Linked DNA regions of Arachis hypogaea: region 1 is linked to region 2. The links are chromatin contacts, called in public Hi-C maps. All regions are on one chromosome and are shown on one strand. Each heading gives the region's core, a stretch centred on a gene start, on an enhancer-like site or on the middle of the called end of the contact. The rest is flanking DNA. Distances are from core to core; before and after follow the strand shown. Region 1 has its middle 25 kb from the start of LOC112750112. Region 2 holds the start of LOC112750111 (paired amphipathic helix protein Sin3-like 4).

What was found. Hi-C and Micro-C count contacts between places; a contact is called where the count stands out from the background.
Region 1: a contact with region 2 is called in a Hi-C map of leaf, with 2.8 times the contacts expected there. The contact joins the enhancer-like site here to the promoter of LOC112750111 in region 2. A contact is called at or near these places in 2 of 8 Hi-C or Micro-C datasets (both in leaf).

Annotation. Positions count from the first base shown.
Region 1 is chr15:30,894,388-30,900,904 of arahy.Tifrunner.gnm2.J5K5, forward strand. No RefSeq gene overlaps it. Among protein-coding and RNA genes, the nearest start is that of LOC112750112, 25 kb to the left of the region's middle. Within about 2 kb of position 1,279, at least 1 of the 3 cell types and tissues checked has open chromatin away from gene starts, as enhancers often do.
Region 2 is chr15:30,779,876-30,786,930 of arahy.Tifrunner.gnm2.J5K5, forward strand. It overlaps LOC112750111 (paired amphipathic helix protein Sin3-like 4), which reads right to left and starts at 4,311. Exons shown (of 24, transcript XM_025798665.3): 1 at 3,823-4,311; 2 at 3,427-3,718; 3 at 2,821-2,979; 4 at 2,510-2,696; 5 at 2,313-2,411; 6 at 2,017-2,181; 7 at 1,196-1,520; 8 at 592-728. The coding sequence starts at 3,500.

The DNA.
Region 1 (6,517 bases), core at 29-2,528, 110 kb after region 2:
GACTCAAAGCTTCCAATTAGAATAAATGTACTAATAACGATGTTAGATTGTAGTTAGTAATTAGTGGGGTTTGAATCCACTCAATTTTTTTATCACTTGAAAGAATAAAGTGTGATCTTTCACTATTATTTTTATAAGTGGGACCAAGAAAAAATATCAGAAAAAAAGTATTAAAGAGTTAGAGATCACACTTTATTCCCTCAATTAAAAAAAATTAGAAGGATCCATTCCCTAATTAGTGGATGGTAGTCAAAAACATTTATGTTAGTAATTGTAAAGATGTTTATAGTCAGAATCATTTTGTTTCTGGCACACAAACTATTTTTCCTCTCCTACCGTTTCTTTTCCCTATGTTTCGATTTTTTTGACACTATCACTCGCCAACAATAATTAGCGCAGAAAATTTTTATAGTGAGGACAACAATAATAAAAAATTTTAAATATACAGACATCTATAATTCAAAGTATATTAATAAAATTTTTAATGATTTGATTAACACATAAAAAATATATTAATTTAATTTTTTTTTGTTTCAAGGTTTAGCAATGTTGCATAATATGTTTATTATTAATACTAGCATTTTGTAAAAGAATTTATTAAGAATATAACTCGAATGGACTAACTTCTATTCTTGACAATAATTGTATAAGGAAGATATAAAAATCGTAAAAAAGACAAAATTTTAAATCAAACAATTATGATTCTCTCTATGTATAAGTATAGATAATATCTCTCTTTTTATTAAAAGAATTATTCAACAACTTTTTCTATTTCATTGCAAAATTGACGCACTATAATATTTATGGCAAAAAATTTTCGATGAAAATAATTATTATATATGTAAAATTAAAATTAAACTAAATAAAATAATCAACTTTTACAAAAAATTACAAAATACTAATATTTTCATTTATATTTGAGAACCTATGATTGGTTTTAGATAACTAGCTAATTAGATTATGTTATTAATTTTTTGTTTAATTTTTTATCATAGTAGATTTTTTCAGTCTCAATATATTAAATTTATATAATACAATAACTTTTATTATTATATTACAATCTAATAACATAAATTTTATCGCACATAAATAAATTTTTTTAAATGTGGGAGTAATAATATACATTATTATTGTCATTTGTTTATTTTAACACTGCTATTGTAACAAGCGATGTTTCACACAGATCTGGAAGTACCATTTTAAGGTTGTATAATACATAAGGAGCGTATTGCTGATAATACGCAAGGAGCATATTGGTGACAATACACTGATTATGTACTCGTGTATTGCCTGTATGCGCGACACATGTCGCTGCCCTACAAATCCGTGAATTCAATGCCAGTCCACCATCTCTCTCCAAAAACCGAACTCTCACTCTCATTTCAATTTCAATTTCAGTTCATCTCTCTTACTCTCACTTTCCTTTCACCCTTTCACAATCATGCCTTTTCTTTTTCTATTTAACTATCATCAACAGCAATATCAAAAAGCAGTAATGCTCCAAAAACTCAAAAAATTAACAAGTTATTTTTAAGATAGTGATATAATTAGTACATTAGTTATGATTTTTTGTAATCTGAAGTAAAAAAAATAATCATATTTGTAGTTATTATTTAAATTAGTGTTAATTACTAGCTAGAAAAACTAATAGTATATATATATAGAGTAAAGTATCGTTTTTATTCCTAACATTTGGGATAAGTTCTAAAGTTGTCCCTAACGTTTTAAAATTGACTCAATGTTGTCCCGCCGTAAGGGATCTGTTAACAGAATTGACAGCGGGACAAAATTGAGACGATTTTAACACGTTAGGGACTTAAATATGACGAAAATATTCGGGACAAAAACGATACATAGAATTAAAATTTAATTTTATCCTTCAATAATAACAATTTTTTACGGTACATAGTTATTCAATTATTTTTTAATCACATCTAAGTAAATTATACTTAATCACATTACTTTTATTCTAAATAAATTTATTTTTTTTATAATGTCGCTCTTAAAAATTTTTACTCATCATGAAATGTTTGTAAAATTACTAGAATCACATTACTTTATTGTATATATATCATTTTTTCTGCAAGTTTATATACTAATCATTCTACAAACATTTCATGATGAGTAAACATCTTTAAGAGAAAAATTATAAAAAAATAAATTTTCTAAAAAGTAATGTAATTAAGTGTAATTTACTTAGATGTGATTAAAAAATAAGATTTAATTACTCTGTTGGTCTCTATAGTTTTACAAAATTTTTAATTAGGTTCTTGTACTTTTTTCCTTTTAATTGAGTCCTTGCACCAATTTTTTTTAATTGGATCCCTACACTTTTTTTCTTTTATTTGAGTCCCTGCACCAATCTTTTTTCTAGTTGGGTCCCTATAAAATTAAGCAAATTACTGCTAAGAGGGACCTAATTAAAAAAAATTAGTGGAAGGACCAATTAAAAAGAAAAAAAGTATAGAACCTAATTGAAAATTTCGCAAAAATATAGAGACCAACAGAGTAATTAAATAAAAAAATAATTGAATAACTATGTACCATAAAAAATTGATATTATTGAAAGATAAAATTAAAATTTATTTCTATGTATCGTTTTTGTCTCCAACGTATTCGTCCTATTTAAATTCCTAACGTTTTAAAATCGTCTCAATTTTATCCCGCCATCAATTCTGTTAACAGATCCCTAACGGCAGAACAACACTAAGTCAATTTTAAAATATTAGAAATTTAAAAAGGACGATTTAAATGTTAGGGACAACTTTAAGACTTACCCCAAATGTTAGGGACAAAAATGATACTTTACTCTATATATATAATTAGAGAGTATACTTATATTATATGTTTAGATCCATGATGTTTGTATTAATTAGTGATTGGCATTAATTATTGATTCTTTGTTATATGTACACTAATGTTTGAATTTGGTATATTAAATAATATAATAATTAAATATATATTTAAATGTTTAAATATATTTGAATATATATTCAAATATGTATTAATAAATATGTTTAAAATATTTAAATATATTTTAAATTTAAATATAAATATTTTTGTGAAAAAGACATTTAACAAGTAATTTTTATAATTGTTGTTCACCTTTTATTAAAAAATTATTATTGTAATTTTTATAAGTTTATTATGGATTTAACTGCAATTAGAATTAGATTTTACACTATGCAAGCAAAATTTAGTAGATAAGCCAATTTATAAAGTTGTACATACTCTAATACAACAACTAAATAATAGGTAAATTTGTTAAGAATTATTAGGTGCAAAGCCGCCAACACCTGATTCGGCACGATGAAGGCATCTACTTCGATTATGACGCTCGTCTCGGCAAAGCCTGCAACGACTAGGACCAAGCATATCCATTTCGTTCAAGAAGTGGGTTATTTTAGGATAACTTTGGACACTTGCTTCAAGTGTGGATTAGGTATGTATCGTGGTCCTTGATACATCGACTATGTTGCTGGGTTCTTCAATGGCCTAAACTGTGTCACAATCCGTTGACGGAATTCACCACATACTCCGCACCACTGGACATCTCGCATGCCTCAAAAATCTCATTTTACCTATCAAATAAGTTAGCATGAATGTTCTCCAACTGCTTGCTAATTTGATTGATGTATGTTAGTTACATTCAGAAAATACACGTCCTACATTCCTTTGAGTCTCAGCCTCCATCTCTTCTTAGTGAAAAATTCATTTAATCTCTAAAAAGTTGCCTTGACCAGTGATTTGATAGGGAGATTACGCACCATTTCAATATTTTATTGATGCACTCTGCTAGGTTTGTGATCATAAGGTCTCTATGATATCCATTATCAAAAGCCGAAACATATTACTGTCGTAGGATCATATCAAGTCATTGTGTGTAAGCTATGCTCACGAAATATTGCACATTAGATTCATGCACAGTCCTAAAATATCCTGTAAAAGAGCAACAAAACAAAAATAATAAGTATCACTATCACTATCACCATATAATGCTAACAGCATTATTTTACTGTAATGTACATACATAGACTACAAACTTTTGCAAATACGATGCCTTGAACCTCTTGTAATTTGCAGATATTTAATTTTAACAATTTTGTTGCATATTACTTGTCATTTTCCCTAGCTCATTGGCCAAATCAGGTAACAAATTCGGTAATATAAAATAAAAGTGAAAGATTTTGTGTTGTTGAATAAAATTACAGGTGAAGCAAGCAGTGAGTGTACCATGAAGACTCCATAAACTCTGTCTAAGGAATTAGTGCCTGAGACTGAATACATGTAGAAATTGGAGTTTCTTATTGAAATTTTATTCTGAGCTACAGATTTTTTGATGAGAAATTAAAGCTCTGATGTGAGCTTAGAATGAGAGAAAAGTAAAATTTGCATTAGTGATTATAATGGAAAAAGCATAACTAATTCTATTCCAGGATCTAAACTAACCTAATACAATTGAGAGATGCTGATGGTGGTTATAAGCATCATATACTTACATGTGGTGTCATGGCCAGATATTGACGCGTGGAGTTGAGGATAAATGTAAGTACAACTATGGGATCTGTGAAGTGATTTCGTTGCTTCCATTTTGATTGTTTTGTAGAGAATAAATAATTAAAGAAAAAATTCCACTCCGCTCCCTTGCGAGATGCTAAAATGACACTTCCCTCTATTTATTAAATGTACACTCTCTTTCCTTATAACTTTTAAAAAACCTCCTCTTTAATCCATTTTAAATTTTTTGTGTTAACTAATGTTAACTTTATCCATTTCTCAAAAAAAAAAAAAAAAAACTTGTTACAAAAATACCCTTTAGCAAAAATTTTATTTTTTGTCATTAAATTTTGCTTACCGAAATACCTTTTAATAAATTATTTTTTATTGATTAAATTGTATTTTTACCAAAATATTTTTTTAAAAAATTAATAATTAAATTATTTTTTTCTAAGATACCCTCAATAATTTTTTAATTATTAAATTATGATTTTATCAAAATTTTTGTTAACAATTTTTTTATATTTTACTATTAATTTTTTGATATCAATATATATTATTTTAATATTAAAAAAATCTTAGTAAGATTATTTTTCAATATCAATATATATTAATTGTTATATATATTAATAATGGTAAAATTTTTTATTTAATGTTAAAATAATATACATTAAAATCGAAAAAATTAATAATAAAATATAAAAAAATTATTAACAAAAATTTTGGTAAAATTATAATTTAATAATTAAAAAATTATTGAAGGGTATCTTAAAAAAATAATTTAATTATTAAATTATTTTAAAAAATATTTTGGTAAAAATACAATTCAATCAATAAAAAATAATTTATTAAAGGGTATTTTGGTAAGTAAAATTTAATGACAAAAAAATAAAATTTTTGTTAAAGAGTATTTTTGTAAAAAATAATTTATTTTTTCTGGAGAAATAGATAAAGTTAATATTAATTAACACAAAAAATTTAAAATAAATTAAAGAGAAAATTTTTAAAAGTTATAAGAGAGAAGAATGTACATTTTATAAATAGGAGGGGAGGAGAATGTCATTTTAGCATCTGACAAAAAAAGGAAAGTGGAATTTTCTCATAATTAAAAGATAATCACTAATTTATAGATGGTTAGGTAATGGACCAGCTCCCGTTCATGTGGTGAGTTGTTTGATGTTGGTCAAAGGTAAATGAAAAATAAAGAAGGTGTAACAGCCCAGACCACTCGCTAGCACGATATTGTCCGCTCAAGGCCTCACGGTTTCGCCTTTGACGATAGGGATGATAGCCAAAGCCCCCACACTCACTCGTCAAAACGCGTCATGCTAGGGAGAGGTATCCACACCCTTATAAGGCATGTTTCGTTCCCTCCCCAACCGATGTGGGACCTTACAATCTACCCCCTAAGGGAGTCCAGCGCCCTCGCTGGCACATCGATCCGGGCTCCGACTCTGATACCATATGTAACAGCTCAGACCACCCGCTAGCACGATATTGTCTGCTTTGACACACAAGGCCTTACGATTTTGCCTTTGACGATAGGGATGATAGCCGAAGCCTCCCACACTCACTCGTCAAAATGCGTCATGCTAGGGAGATGTATTTACACCCTTATAAGGCATGCTTCATTCCCCTCCCCAACCGATGTGGGACCTTACAGAGTGCTCCTTATAGGATGTCACTGGTGCGTGGCAGAAGTTAGGCCAATTAAGAGATTTTTAATAAGAGAGCAGCATTGCAAGTATAGCTCTTAACCAGCTAAAATCCGCCTCACCAATTTAAAAAATGGTGTCACAAAAATTAGAATAAAATACTGGGAGTATGAGTCCTAGGTCGTCTCCCAACGAGTTGCAAGGAAGGGTGCTATTTTATTAATTAGGAAATTCCAAGAGAGTTTAAGTTTGGATAACGAATAATTAAATAATTGTAAATTAAAGCAATAAAAACTAAGAATGATTATTAATATTCTGGATGAAGTTATGTCTGTTTTAAAACGTTTTTCGCCCGTTCTTCGAAC
Region 2 (7,055 bases), core at 3,061-5,560:
TGGTTTCTGATTTTATCCATATACTTGCTGCAAGTATGATTATGATGGCCTCTGCAGCATTTAAAGCATACTAGTATGCCAACACAATACCCCCATTTTAGCCATTTCATATTTCTCAAAACACACTTTAAGTCCTTCATTCCATTAGATCCTCCAAATGTACCATCCAAAATGATCCTCCTTCAATCTATTGCTTAATATAAGACATGACAGTATCGCATTGAGAAATTGGTCTTGCCTTAAATTACCTGAATGCCTATTCTCATTAGCTGACACCCTCATTCCTTGAAATTGGCCGCATTGGCTTGTAGGCTCCATAGAGCATAGGCTATTCTGGCCCAAACTAAACTCTGGCTGACCCAAATATAATCCAAATTGAATGCATGCAAATAAACTCAATTTTAAACACCAATGATATAGGAGGATATCCCTTTTTTTCCATATTTTAACATATTTTATTTAGGGAATAACGGTAAATGCCCACATCCAGCTAAACCAACAAAGCAAGATTAAATAAAAGACATGCATTTATAGAATCCGACAATGAAATCAGTAAACCGGATGACAAGAAAAATTAATAATAAGCCATACCAATGACTGCAATTCATGTCTGGTAATTATTTCCCTGCTGTAAATATGCAAACACTTCAAAAATTCTTGGTAGTCATCAGGATTTCGTAATTTCTCTTTGACCTTTTCACAGAAAGCAAGCTCCTGGCTATACATGCCTGAGATAATGAAATTTGACATAAGTAAAAAACTGCTAAAGGAAAATAAGATGTTAAAAGTTTTATGCAACAAAAGATAGAAGACAAACAAGAAGTTGAAATAAATTTATTTTTCCCTTATAACAAGGACAATTGATTATGAAATCATCTCATAAATGGAAAAATTTTAACACTTCTTCAATACAGATAACCCTATCAACAAGAGACACCATACTCTTCTTTTTTTATAAACTTTAGCAATATATGCAGTAGAATAGTGATGAGAAACATTTTGCATTAGTTGCTGTAATGAAGTTTCACTTTTGACGCCTTTTTCTTATTTTATCAATTTATTTATTTTCAACCAAACATAAAAGCATATGTTTCCACTGTTTAAATAATGTATATCATAGCATTGGTTGGAAAAGGTAACAAATATAACAAAAAAACCAGTAGATTCAGGATCAAAATGTTGACAACATACTCACTTTTCAGAGTATTTCTTTCATCACAAGTGGATGGCATAGGGCGCATACCAATATTTTCATCATCAAGCAATGGTTCAGCTCCAGAGTCTTCAGCCCTACGATCAGATTTCCGTTTATGGGAGAACCTTTCCCTATCTCGACCACCATCATGCTCATAATCTCTATCGTCTCTGTCACGTTCTCTCCTATCCTCTCTGCGTTCCTTATCCTTCTCTAGACGTCTCCTCTGATCCTTTTCTGCCCTCATCAAACCTCTGTCATTATCAGGGTCGGGACGGTCAACACTGAGGTCACGATCACCATGTGAGGTCATAGTCCTTTCTCTCTGGCACACAAGATAAGTAGAATGTAAGCTTGATAACCAAACATGCAATCAGTGGGACCAGAGTCACCAAGATAGTAAAAGACAAAAGGCTACTTTAAGGCTTCAGGGTTTTAATGCCTTGGAGAAAGATCAGCCAAAGACTTATAACTACGTGAGCATAACATCCTAAGTAAAAGTAACAACTGCAATGTTCAATTTACAAAACCCTAAACTGCTAGCCGTAAAATTCCTTATGACCCAGAAATAGTTACTTCTCAACAACATAATATTTTACCCAATGTAACATCATAGCAAGTTAGAGGGATGGATTTTTTAAACTTTCTACAGCTATCATTAAGTGCTACAGGTATGTTGCCTGAACAATAATACACTAGAAGCGTGCATCTCATGGAAGGGGCAATAATGCAGCCACCAAAAGGTGCTGAAACCTCCAGGCACCTTGACTTAGCATCTCATTTTATACTACCAAGAAGGACAGAAAAATATGGAGATAAACCTTCTCAACATGCATTTGCCGTACAGTTGGCATTGCAGAGCTCCTATCACGTAGCATAGAATTTCTAGCAGAAATATAATGAGCAGAGGCTGCTGAGGAAGTGTCCGGGAGAAAATGAGTAAACTCATCAAGAAGATCCGGATGCTCTTGGAAAAGTGCAGCAACCTGAAGAAGTCCAAAATATGATTGAAATGAACGTCAAACGAAATATTAAGACTAATATAAATGACATAGGAAGATAAATATAACAATTTTCCTAGCTATAACATAATAACACATGCATAGACAAAACAAACCTCCTGGTAGACCTCTGTTATAGACTTGCTTTCCTTTCTGTACATATTTAATATGTCCAGAAATGACTTGTAAACACGATCATCACCTTGAAACCGGGTCTGAATGAAAATGATGAATTAGATTCAACTAGAACTGCCCATTCTGTATTGAAACTGAGTCTGTATTAGAAAACCAATCAGGCCCAAGAACATTTTACCTTAATTTTGTTCACAAAATTAATCGCTTCTTCAAATTCAACAGGCTTCTTTGGGGCAGGTTGTTCATCCTCCAGTGGAAGTGTGATTTCATAACCCCTTGGCAAGAAGGTGTTGAATCCCAAAAGCAAGTCTCTGTGCCCTTTAAAGAGCTGTTTAACCCTTGCTATCACGCCTGCAGTATCAACTCTACAAGTATCAAAAGCAGACACAAGTCAGTTTCCACTGGCAAAAACAGTATCCCCCTCCCCCAATATAATACAAAAAGACATTCGGAGGAGCATGCCAACAATGTGGTACGACATGATCAAACCTTTGAGCCTTAAAATCTTTCATGACTTCCAAAAAGTCATCATACTTGTCCCTCTTATCCTGAAATATATCCTTTACTGCCTTGAGATATGCCAATGCATCATTTGTAGTCAGCTTCTGAGCAACAGCACCTCCATTCATCATCTGGGGTTGCCCGGACCTTCGTTCGAAAATATTCCAAAATACAATTAGACAATTGATAAACCAACGACACAGTATTCCCAATTTCTAGCACATGATCATACATGACAATCAAAACCTTAAGAAACTGAAAGTAATTTTTTTCCATGAAAAATACAAATTTACCCATTAAAAGAAGAATTTACTCAGGATTGCAGATAACAAATATCCGATCTCATTTTATTAGGTCAAAACATCAAAACCCAAAAAATTTACCAAAAAAGAGACAGCTTTGCTAAAGATTGATCATCTAGACTTCCCGGGTTACACACGAGGGCACTAGTAAAACTTTTCACCGCAGTAAAAACTCGGGAAGCTCCATTACTAAGTCGAAGATGCAATTACTTGATCAAAGCACAAACAAAAACACAAGTACAGTTCAAAACACAGGAAAAGTTGAAGATGAGAACGAAAACCAACAACTTACGCTTCTTCTCGAGAAGACACTATAGGCCGTTTAAGTTGAGGACTCGCGAAAATATCGTCCCTAGACCTCTTCATTCCTATTCAATAAACCATGAAATTGAAAAAACACCCAAACACAAGAGCACAGTCTCTTCAGCAATCAGCACCAAATCATGCTTCTGATACTTCGATTACAATTCAAATTCCTTCAACCCTGAGCTTCTCATTCCAGCACACACCGCAGATCTGCGGATTAACGTTGGAGCAAGAGAATTCCAACCTTCTCGAAGAGATCACCAAGGAGGAGCCAAATCCTACAATAGAATAGAAAAAGAATCAGAAAAAGCGAAAATTCGCATTAACTTCAATGCAAAGCAACGTAAGCGACGAATTCAAACGGAGGAAGCAGAGAATTTACACAGTGATCGTCGAGTCTCGAAGCAGCAGATAGAAAAAATCGAAAAAAAAAAATAAAAGAAGATAAATATCGGAAAAGCTTTGAGCGAATGAATGCTTCTTCTGAGCCTCGGTGATTCTTCGAGGAGTAAACTCGTTACGTTGGAGAAGGCTAAAAGGAAAAACGAAGGCTTTTGTTGAGCAGTGTTTTCCTCAGAGTTTGAAATTCGAAGTAGAGAATTTTATTTTCTCTCTTAAGATTTTCTGGGCAAACAAACAGAACTGAGAGAAGAGAAAAGAAAATAAACGAGAGAACGAAGAAAATAGAAACCAAACAAATAGAAGTTCACAATGTGATATATATAAAAGAAAAAACACGGGGAAAAAAATAAAAAGAAAACATAAGGGGTGTGGCGGTAGTAATATTTGACCTTCTTTATCCGGTTACCAATTCCTGTGTTTACCGCCTGTTAGCGGTTAATCGTTTTATCTATAATCTATAATATGAGATGAAAAATTAGGGCAAGACCTTTTGTGTTGGGCTGTATTAATAACGAACGTGTTTGGTTCTTCGACTTTTCACAAAGGGGTGATTTTGATTAGCAATTTGGCTATTTTGTGATTTTTTTAAATTTGTATTTGTTTGGTGTGGGATTTGTGACTTGTGAGGAGTAGTAGTAGTTATTGTTGGTGGTGTGGTGAACATAATATATATTTGCAAGATTTATTTCCAAGTTTTTATATAGATGGATGATGATGATGAAATTAGGTCTAACAGATAGTGAGAGAAAAAGAAGATATAGTTAATGTCATGTTCTCTTTTTTAACATCTTTTTGTCAATTGTGACTTTGAAGTTATCTTTGTAGGATTTATTACATATTTACATTTATAATTTGTAAACGATACAAGACAAATGATTATGGTTACGCAAATAAGAAACTTTGACTGAATGAATAATCTTTTATTTATTTATTTATTTATTTATTTATTATTATTATTATTATTATTATTATTATTATTATTATTATTATTATTATTATTGTTGTTGTTGTTTGATAAACTCTCAAGCGCCTCTTTTTGTCTGAAGTCTGAACACTCAAACGCATTTTTATGGGTTTTTTTATTTTTGGAGAAAACGCATTTTTATTTATGAGTTGGGATTGTGGTGTTAATGAATCGGAGTTTGTCATTGGGAATGGACTCTCTTGGCTGACGGAAGAGGAGTATCTTTTTTTTTTTGATATGGCTGAGACTGTGAGTGATATAATTTTTGTTTGTAACTGTTTATATTTTTGGTCCTAGTTTGTAACCCTTAAATCAATGGGGAAATTGTTTTTAAGGCTCAATATGGCTATATATATATATTTTTTTTTTTTTGGTAAAATATGGCTATATATTTTAGGCCAGTAAACGCTTTACTAAAGAATTTTCAAGCCCAATTGATGCCATAACGCTAGGACCAGGCCAATCTACCAAATAATAGGGTAAAAAGCCCCTTTTGTAGTATTGAACGTTTCCAACTAAAAAAATAAATAAATATAAGTTTGGTTTGCGTTTTTATTTTGAGTCTTTTTTATTTTTTAAATTTTATGAAAAAAAATAAAAACAGTAAAAATAATAAAATTTTATTTTTTATTTTTATTTTTTTATTTTACTTTTTTTTTTTACAAAATTCAAAAATAAAAGAAACATAAAAAATTAAAATACAAACCAAATGTGCTGGCCAAAAACATGAAAAAACCAAATGTCAGTCATTCTAGTCTCTAGAACTCGGCTCTCTAGACATGTAAGTTGATTATTAAAAACATAGATACATCTATTTACTTACAACTATCTATTTACATCAATATACAACCCAGTTGTATCCTGCTACGTGTCGTCACTTCATGTTATTTTCTAAGGTTATTAGTTTATTAAAAAAATTATAAAATTAAATAAATGATCCATTTAAATTAGATGTCTTTGATATAATGTGATATTAATACAGTGGAACATACACTTTTATCAATTTCAAACCCTATGTCTCCTCTAGGATTGAATGTTTGAATAATTCTTCAAATAATAAGTGATCCTTAATTTTTTATTATACTTTTTTTTTTCCACGGTATTCTCTAACTTGACAGGTTAATGATTAATTCATTGCAAACACTACGAGAAAATAAATTTTCTGCCACGCTTTTAAAGTATGTCGAAAAGTATAAAAAAGCGTGCCGATAACTTTTCACCACGCTTTTTTAGCTATTGACACGCTTTTAAAAGGGCCACATCCGCAAGCGTGCCAGTTGCTCTATCGCCACGCTTTTGTGGATCTATCGGCACGCTTTCATCTCTTGCTACGCTTGAGAAGCGTACCGAAAAGTGTACATATCGCCACGCTTTTAGAAGCGTGCCCAGTGGAGTGATTTTGGCTACACTTTAAAAGCGTGCCGATAGGGAAAGATATGGCTACGCTTTTTAAGCGTGGCTGTTGATGATTACGAAAAGATATGGCTACGCTTAAAAAGCGTGCCAATAGCCAAAAATATGACTATAAGTTGGATCAAAATACTTATGGCTATACCTGTTTATGAATCTTCCTAATTAAACATTGCAAAATTGATATATAATTTTAAATCATAGTTTAAATGACTAATTTAAATAATGAAAATTTTTTTATATAATTTTAAATTAACCAATCCAACATACATAAATTTTCATCATATTTGTCAACAAAAAAATAAAATTTATTATTTGAAAAATACAACATACACATCATCAAAGCTACAATAAAAGAAAAAGTCAAAATTTATTATTTGACAAAAAAACTGTTCTTGTGTGAAAACCAAAGCAGCTTTGGCTCATTTACACCTTTCACAAGTTCTGATATAAGTGACCCCACACCTTCCTCATCAATGACCAAAACCACTGTTTCAGTTGCCTCCTTAGCTAAAACTTGAACCTCCTAGAATATAAAATAAATAAAATCAGATTATGCATTGAATCAGTTGAAATACATCCACAATCAATAGAAACACTCAATTCTTGAAAAATAGTATGTATGAATGATATTCTTAATGCAAGCTTCCCTATAAGGATGTAAGAATCCGCTTTCTTTTAGTGCATAATAATACACAGAGTCTTCTTACTATGCTAATCAATTCCAATTTATACCTCGAACGCAATGCTTCAAATGCATTTGCAAAATACATGAGATCATCAATACTGTTGATCTCAAATCCGACAACTAGACCACATGTATAAGCCATAGCTTGCTC